Linked DNA regions of Mus musculus: region 1 is linked to region 2. The links are chromatin contacts, called in public HiChIP or PLAC-seq maps. All regions are on one chromosome and are shown on one strand. Each heading gives the region's core, a stretch centred on a gene start, on an enhancer-like site or on the middle of the called end of the contact. The rest is flanking DNA. Distances are from core to core; before and after follow the strand shown.

Evidence for each region. HiChIP or PLAC-seq counts read pairs in DNA pulled down with a chosen protein or histone mark.
Region 1: an H3K27ac HiChIP or PLAC-seq map of microglia shows a contact between it and region 2, with 5 times the contacts expected there. The contact joins two enhancer-like sites. A contact is called at or near these places in 1 of 15 datasets of contacts at CTCF or cohesin (large pre-B cells), 8 of 484 Hi-C or Micro-C datasets (adipose-derived mesenchymal stem cells, cerebellar granule neurons, cortical neurons and 4 more), 3 of 115 datasets of contacts at active chromatin or transcription factors (embryonic stem cells, fibro-adipogenic progenitors and microglia) and 1 of 9 other capture datasets (embryonic stem cells).

Annotation. Positions count from the first base shown.
Region 1 is chr2:27,920,713-27,924,682 of GRCm38.p6, reverse strand. Col5a1 (collagen, type V, alpha 1) reads right to left here. Exons shown (of 66, transcript NM_015734.2): 2 at 2,499-2,666. Among named protein-coding and RNA genes, the nearest start is that of Col5a1, 36 kb to the right of the region's middle. Within about 2 kb of position 2,437, at least 12 of the 459 cell types and tissues checked have an H3K27ac peak or open chromatin away from gene starts, as enhancers often do. A contact at or near this core is called in microglia, where this site is marked.
Region 2 is chr2:27,562,392-27,566,318 of GRCm38.p6, reverse strand. No RefSeq gene overlaps it. Among named protein-coding and RNA genes, the nearest start is that of Gm52506, 8.8 kb to the left of the region's middle. Within about 2 kb of position 2,343, at least 9 of the 459 cell types and tissues checked have an H3K27ac peak or open chromatin away from gene starts, as enhancers often do. A contact at or near this core is called in microglia, where this site is marked.

The sequences.
Region 1 (3,970 bases), core at 1,188-3,687, 360 kb before region 2:
AAGGAGCTCCTGCACTCTGGAAGAAGGCACACAGTAGCTAGCAGCCACCCTCATTCTTACCTAGGCTGCTGCAATGGCTGGCATGTAGCCACGTGAGTCCTGTGGAAGACATCCCACAAGGTCTGACCTGTTTCCTAAGCACTTGCCAATCAGAAAGCCTGCAGTACCTTCCAGGATTTTCCAGGGTCAATCACCTACTCTGAGGTATACAGCCTCAGACACCAGATGATGGATAATGCTGACCCTGGAACAGCTTTTCCAGACTGACCCATGGGACCTGAGGAGATGACACCACAGAAACTCCTCTGCAGAGACTCCGAAGCCACCTTGGCTGCACTGGCCACTGTCAGACAATCAGTGATTGACCCGGTGTCCCCCACACCCTAGCTACAGCAATTCTGATTATCTAATCAAGTTACTAATTTGAGGACAGTTGAAAACAAAACCAAAAGCTTCCCAGGACTGGGGCTGGGACTCGGTTGTCAGAGTACTTCCTGAACCCATATGGAGCTCTGAGCTTGATCGCCAAAACCACATAAATTTCATACTGATGCATGCCTGCACTCTTAGGGCAAAAAAAAAAAAAAAGGTGGATTCAAAATAATTGGAAGTTCAGGGTCATCCTTAACTGTAAAGCAAAATCTAAGGCTAGTCTAGAACAGCTGAGACCGTGCCAAAAACAAATACAGTAAAGGCCCACGGTTCACCCCGCACACTGGCAAGTCTAAGGCAGAGGACACGAGCTGAGGGCAGGCTGAAGACAGGCACTGTGCCTGTAATCCCACTGCTTGGGAGGTGGCAGCAGGAAGACTGGGAGTTCAAGGTCTCCGTAGCTGCTTGGCAAGTTCAAGGCCAGCCTCAACCTACATGAGATTCCGTCTCAAAAACAAAATATCAACAAACTAGTCAACTACCAAAAAAATATCCCCTATCATGTTACTTGGGAATCCACTCCATTTCCTGGGCTCAGCTACCTGATCCTGTGAGAATTCTTACCATAAGCCACCCAGGGAGAAGAGAGTGACAGATGGGGATTCTAGCTACCTGCTCGGCTAGCCCCCTTGTCTTGGGTGACAATGGTAAGAATACAAGCATCAGTGAGCTCTGTATAGCTCCTTGGGCTGGGAGCCTTTCTTTTCTGCAGCCATCCCCATTTCAGCTTCATCATCATCACCTCCAGCCCTCTGTTCCTGACTAGCAGACCCTTCCAGCCTGGGCCCAGGTCTCCATGGCTCCAATTTGGGAATTCTAACTCTTGGGCCACAAGACAGAAAAATTACAACTCTCTGAAAACAGATGAGACTGAGTGTTCTCAAGATGACCTCCCCCCCCCCTCTGCAAAAATGTTTTCTCCAAAAATAAGGCATAGAATCCATCCCTGCAGCCCCTCACAAGGAAGGGTGAGGTTCCCGTTTAGAAAGGGTCGTGGTGGGACATTTATCTTTACAGAAGAATTAGAGGGGCATCTGTGAGCCAGGGTGATTCTGCACTAAAGGTGTGCTCCTTGGAGACCCCAGGCTGCTTCCCCTGTGGCTGCAAGGAAGGTGCATTGCGCACGAGATCCATCCATCCAAAATGATACCTTGGACCAAAGCACCCAGCTTCTTCCTCAGCTGTAAAGTCACAATGACTCCAGAGCAATGCTGAGTGGAGGACAAACCCTGACAGAAGACCAGAAGTGCCAACACCGGGGGGGGGGGGGGGAGGCAAAAGCATCATCCAGGGACACAGTGGGGACATGAGGGACAGCACAGGTTGCTAAAACTGCCCAATTCTGGTTCAATGCTGCGGTCATATCCAGACCATAAAAGATTGAATGCAGACTTCTAATCGCAAAAGAGGAGTGTCTGGCTGACCTACCTCTTACTCAGGTCAACAGAGTCAGGGCACCTCAGGCTAAGCTGGCAGGCCCTCCTGAGGCAGGGGAAGAAGAATCTATCACCTGCCCACACTGAATAAACCCAGGGCACTTAGTACCAGTAGATGTGGTAGAGAGGAGCTAACTCCCCTTGTGGGTGAATCACTTAGATGCACGCCTCTGTCCAACATGGTGGCTCCCTCTGGATACATAATTAAAAGTAGATGTCTGGCACCTGGCAGCAGACGCTCATTAAGAATCTCTCAAGCTCGCTGCCAGCCAGGGTTCTGGACTTGTGTCTCTTAATGTCACTGGCCCCAGTTAGGATTATGTTCCCCAGTATAAGCCTTTCTTCTCCATGACCTAAGATCTCACTTCATCTCACCTCCTTTCTGTCCTTTCTCATGGTGGTCTGTCATTAATGTAAACATGCCTACTTGTATCCCATTTAGCACAGACAAGGCCTTGCGCACACACAAGTGGTGAGTGGGTGTTGGTTTCACTATAATGAGGAAGACTCACACAAAGCACACCCACGGCTCTGGCACAACCACCCACTCCGGCTTCCTCTTTGGCCCTGGCCAGAAGCCTGAAGTCCCCAGCACTCTGCCACCCAGAACAGGAATGAGGCACCTCTTACCAGGGTACAGCTGCTTGGTGGGCATGCTGAGCTGTGCATCTTTAGAGACTCGGTAGGCAACATCCGGCTCGCTGGAAGATCTTCGAGTAGCACAGAAACCTGTGGTTTTCGTTACCCCTGAGGGCAAATTGTGAAAATCTAGCATCTCCAGAAGATCTGCTGGCTGAGCTGCAAAGACAGAGAAGCTATGTCAGCCCCAAGATGGACACAACTGAGGGGCACCCCCAAAGAGAAGGTGAATCTTAGACAACTGAAACCAGCAAACATCTGGTGTTCAGAAGAGACTGAGGGCTTGCTCAGGAGGGACACGTCTTAGAAGTGGCTCTATCTCCAACTAGTTGCCCAGGTTAGAGCCTGGCCTCACCTACACCCTCTGAAAGCCCCCAAACTTCCTTGTTTTACAAACTGCAGGGACTTCTTACTCCACATCCTCACTTGCCTGAGTCACACAATCTCCACTTCTTCTCAGCAACACTGGAGATAGGTCTGTCACCTAGACGCAGCCAGGAAGCCTCAATAGCTCCAGCAATCTCTACGGGGCTGTTTCCAACATTGGAGTGATTGACAGCTTAAGAAACTGCCAAGCAACCTCTAGTCTCTGCACTGTCTTTGATGTCATTTCGTCCCCCATGTTCCCACAACAGCTTAGAGCAAATATCCGATTTCTGTCTGGTATCAAAAGATTTAGGCCTGAATACCCAGGTCAGGAGAATGCTTGCAGGACGTCCCTTTAGGAAAGCTTCTGACACCCCATCCTCTGGGAGCCACTCAGAGGACAGCAGAAGCTTGACCCTCTGACCCCTGAAGTGCAGGCGCTTCCTCAAGAGCTCAACAGTTGCCCCTGCATTGGTTAGCTGTGCCAACTTGACCTTGTAAGAGCGATTCAGTGAGGAACTGTTTATACTGAGTTGGCCCGTGGGCATGTCTATGAGGGGTAGGTCTTTAACTAGCTAATATGGGAAGACACAGCCCACTACAGGTGGCACCATTCCCTAGGCATGGGGTTGTGAAGAATAACAGTGAGGCGATCAAGCTGAACACAAGCAAGCAGGTGAGTGTGTGTTCCATTCATTTCCCTCTGCTCTTGACTCTGGATGTGATGTAACCAGATGTTTGAAGTCCCTGCCTTGACTTCCCCACAACAATGAGCTGTAACCTGGAATTCTAAGCTGAAACAAACTGCTTTCGTCTCTAAGTTTCTTTTCGTTGGGGTATTTTTGTCCAGAGACAGAAATGAAGCTAGAACATCCCCAAACACAAAACATGCCCCCCTGACAAAGCCCCCTTTCCTTACATCTAGAGGCCTTTGAGTCCACACATGCCCGCCCCAGACTGCTTGTTTTCCTGTTTATGTATGTTCAGTTTGAGTTACATCAAATAGGAGGCTCTTGGATGTCCAGCAGAGAATAAATTTCAAAGTGCTACCCACAGGATGTGAAGCCCCTGACACATGGCCAAGCTGGACCAGTGTC
Region 2 (3,927 bases), core at 1,094-3,593:
CCAGCTCCTCCTGATGCAAGGGAGGGAAGTATAGAGGGCAAGCAAACATGGAGGAGCTAGGGCTCACGGTGGCCATGGGTAAATGTTCACTGTGCTCAGTCTCTATGCAGGCCCATTGCTTTCACCAAGCTGGGATCAAGTTTGTCTTTCTAACAAATCTCCACGCAATACAGGTGCCACCCCAGGGCCCTGGCTTCAGGAAGTGGCTGGCAAATCCCTGGTCCTTTCTACCCCCACACCAAGCTCCCTGTGCACTACTCTCTCGGCCCCTCTTGTGGTACATCTGGGACAGGCCCTGTGCTGTCTCTTATTGTCTCCAAAATGCAAAATTACTGCTGGCATCATGTCGTTGTACCGAATTAGCCACACTTAACTCAAGTGCCTGCCATCGGCAGCTACTGCGAGCCTGGGCGCCTGGGTGTGCCTGAGACTCTGCACAAACTGACTCAGTCCATGCCACGTGAAACCCCAGGTGGCAGCACCTAGCCCTGGCCCTGCCCTGACCCATCAACCTGAGCCCCAAGCCCTGCAATGTCTCACAGGGGCAGCAGTGAAGATTAAAGGATTCTAAAGGCATCCACAGGGCTCTGGGACCTCCACCTCTTAAATGCCAGGTAACCTGGTACCCGAAAGAAAAACAGAATCCCAAGGAAGCGGTAGGCAAGCACCTGAAACCTCTCTTTGTAATGAGAGTGAGGCTGTGAAGAGAAACAACGGAAAGAGCCTTCCCTAGGGAGGGGCTGTGCTGGCCTCTAGGGCTCACTTCCTCAGACACTTGCTCCTGCTGACATGCTGAAGGGAAGGACAAGGGGACTCTCTACAGGAGTGTCCAGAAAAGAAAAGCACCAGCCTCATTCCTGCCTTGGCCATCAGGGCAATACCCTTGCCTCCAAGGGTCTCTGCACCTACCTGCATCCTGCCTCCACGACATCTAGGCTCAGGCCTTCTGGCTCCCCGCCCAGAGAGTCTCCACAATCTTTCCAGTCTATCTGACCAGAAAACTCACCCCCCTCCCCAGGAACCCGTGGGTCTCTGTATTGGAGTCTATCCTCTCTCCATCAGCAGGGCTATCTCCCCTGGAAGCACGCCTGGCACTAGATGGCACTTCATCAGTTGTGCTAGGCCTCTCCCATTCAGCCACAGCTTTGTGGGTGTTCTTTTTCTCTGGCAGGGAACATGCCTGTCCCCTGGGCTCAGGATATAGCTGGTCAGTGAGGGTTCACAATGCTGCTCCCCACTCCCCACAACCCCCATTCTGCGACAGCTGAACTGCACAACCCCGCTGAAGAGCCAGGGATGTGGTAGCATCTGGAACACAGGACACAAGCTGGAAAGGGAGCCAGGGCTGAGCCATATGCTCTGAAGGGCACTCCAGGGTGAGGCACTCCTCCTGCTATATGCCAGGCTCACAAACCCCTGGGCTCAGAAAAGGCCCTACCTCTAGAAGAGAGGCAGGACTTTGGGCTACAAGCTCAGGAGCCAAGAGCCTGCCGGGCATGCCTGGCACCCAGCACTAAGTACTTAGCAAGCACTTGCCTTGTCCGGGACCACATCCTGAAGGACTGGAGCCTGCCTTGAGAAGGGTACCAGAGAAGCCCTGTGGGCATCACCAAAGCTCAGATGTAAGGTCACGAAGGGAGCATGCTGCAAGCCTCAAGGGTCCCAAGAGAGGCCCCCGTAGCTTGACTTTGAGGGTACTGGGAGCAATGGAAGGATTGGGGCATGGGAGGTAAGGGTCAGACCAGACAGCTTCTGCAAACATCTACCCATCCCCAGTTCAGGGGCACCCTAACCTGGACAGCCCAGGTCCAGTTTGACGGACAGGTGGCCTCAGGGTTAGCAGTGGCTCCAACCCCAGACATTCCAAGAACTGGGTAAGACCACACCACATTTAGAACCAGCCTGTCCGTTAGGATCCAGTTCCACACAGGCTGCCCAAAAGGAGTCAGAAAAGGGACACAGGATTCTGCCTAGAGCTGAGCGGGTAACTTCCCATTGCCTGGCTGCCCAGGTCCAAGGTTAGTCCCTTGGAGTCCCCTTGCTTCTCTCCAGTTCAGGGTATAGGATACAAAGTATAAAGTTTAGAATTGTGGTCTTCCTCCTCTTGGAGTCACCTCCATTCCAAATGTGCCAGCACCTCAACTGTAAACCTCAGTTTCCCGTTGTGACAGGTGTGTCATCAGGTCTGCACAAATGCTGAGCCTGGAGAAACCTGAGCCTTTACTGCTGAGATAAAACATAGCAGCAGAGCCACACGGCCTGCCATTCGGCCACAAGCACCAGCAGTGGGCAGCCATGTACTCACAGACTTGACAGGAACCCCCTGTCGAAGGTGGTTCCTCATTGTCTCATGTGGCCACCATGAGGAATTCAAGGAACTGGAACTTTACTACTGACACCAGCCTCCCCTATTTCCTTTTCGTTGCTTGCGAGACTTCTCAGCTGTCAAGAGTTCACATATCCTAGGTTGGGGCGTCCCCGTGAGGACTTCTGTTACCTGTCAGCTTGTCTGGAATCTAGAATCGCCAGGGAGATGGGCTTCTGAGCATGCTTGTGGGGGAATTATCTTGATTACATTAATTGATATGGGAAGACTCATAGTAATTGTAAGTGGTGCCATTCCCTAGACTGCGGTCCTGAGAAAGGGCACCAAGCTGTGGCATATCTGGTTCCTGGTTGTGGATTCACCATGGACAGCTTCACTCAGCTCCTGCAGCCTTCACACACACCATGAACTTGAACTGTGATCTGCAATAAACCCTTTCTCCCTTAAGTTGCTTCTGCCAGAGGGTTTTAATACAGTAAAAGGAAAAATATTTTTAAGAGGGTCCCCATGGACCAGGTAAGAAGTTTAGGGGTATAGAGACATCTGGGCCTCAGGATAAGGAGACAGGGAAGGGACTCAGGGACACATCTTAGAGCCACAAAGCCAAGCAGGGGAGGGTGTGACCTCGGTCCTCATGACCATGATCAGCCCCTGTGCCTCTACCTTGACATCACACTCTCCTGCTCCATTTCTTCTGGCCCCTGAGCCCATGAGGTGCCTGGTCTGAGACTGCTTGATCACACCTTGCTCTGCGCTAGAGAAGGAGAGAGGGGGACAAAGCAAAAGGAGCCTCATGCAGCCTCAGGGCCAGAAGCCAAGCTACCCCACAGCTGCCACAGTACCAGTAGTTGACACCTGCCCCTCTGCTGACACCCACCAGACAGCCACAGAAAATAAAGAGCCAATTAGCACACATCTTCCAGAGATCCTTCTACAGGTCAGCTGTGCTATAGTTCTGCCTTTGCACAGCCCCGGGCTCTCCTCCACCTCTCTGTCCGTCTGTCAGTCTTGGTGGGGACTTGGGGGGTAGAGAGAGTCTACATATGCTTGTTTGCCTCCCTTCCTTGGCCTCCCCTCTCCCTGCCACCCATCTAATGGCACCAGCTGAGAGGGCAGCCACGCGCTGAGTCACAAATCTTCCATGTTATTCCCTCTCCTTTATTTACACCGGGCGCACAGTAGCAATTCAATCTGAAAAAGCACCGTGTTTTCAGAGGCGTGTGGCCGGAGAAATTGATGTTTGTGTTAATCAATCTTGTAGGAGCCTGAGGGGCTCAGAGAGGTGCCTCTCGAAAGATTTCCTCTATTGATTGATTGGAGCCCAAGTAGGGAGGGGTGGGGAGAAATCAACACTCTCAGAGCCTGGAAGCCAAGGAGCTGGGTCAGAGTACCCTAGGAGCTCTGCAGCACCCTGGGGGCCCCACAGTTTCTTCTCATCAAAGTTTGGGCAGGCTGTGTAATGGGATTCTTGGCTCTAAGGATAGATCTTTATGTCACCTGTTTTCCATCTGGGAGGCCTGGGGACATCCATCCCTTGTGTCATAATCCTCTCACTACCCACTGGGTGAATCTATGGCCTCCAGAGGTTTTTAGGGCTCAGT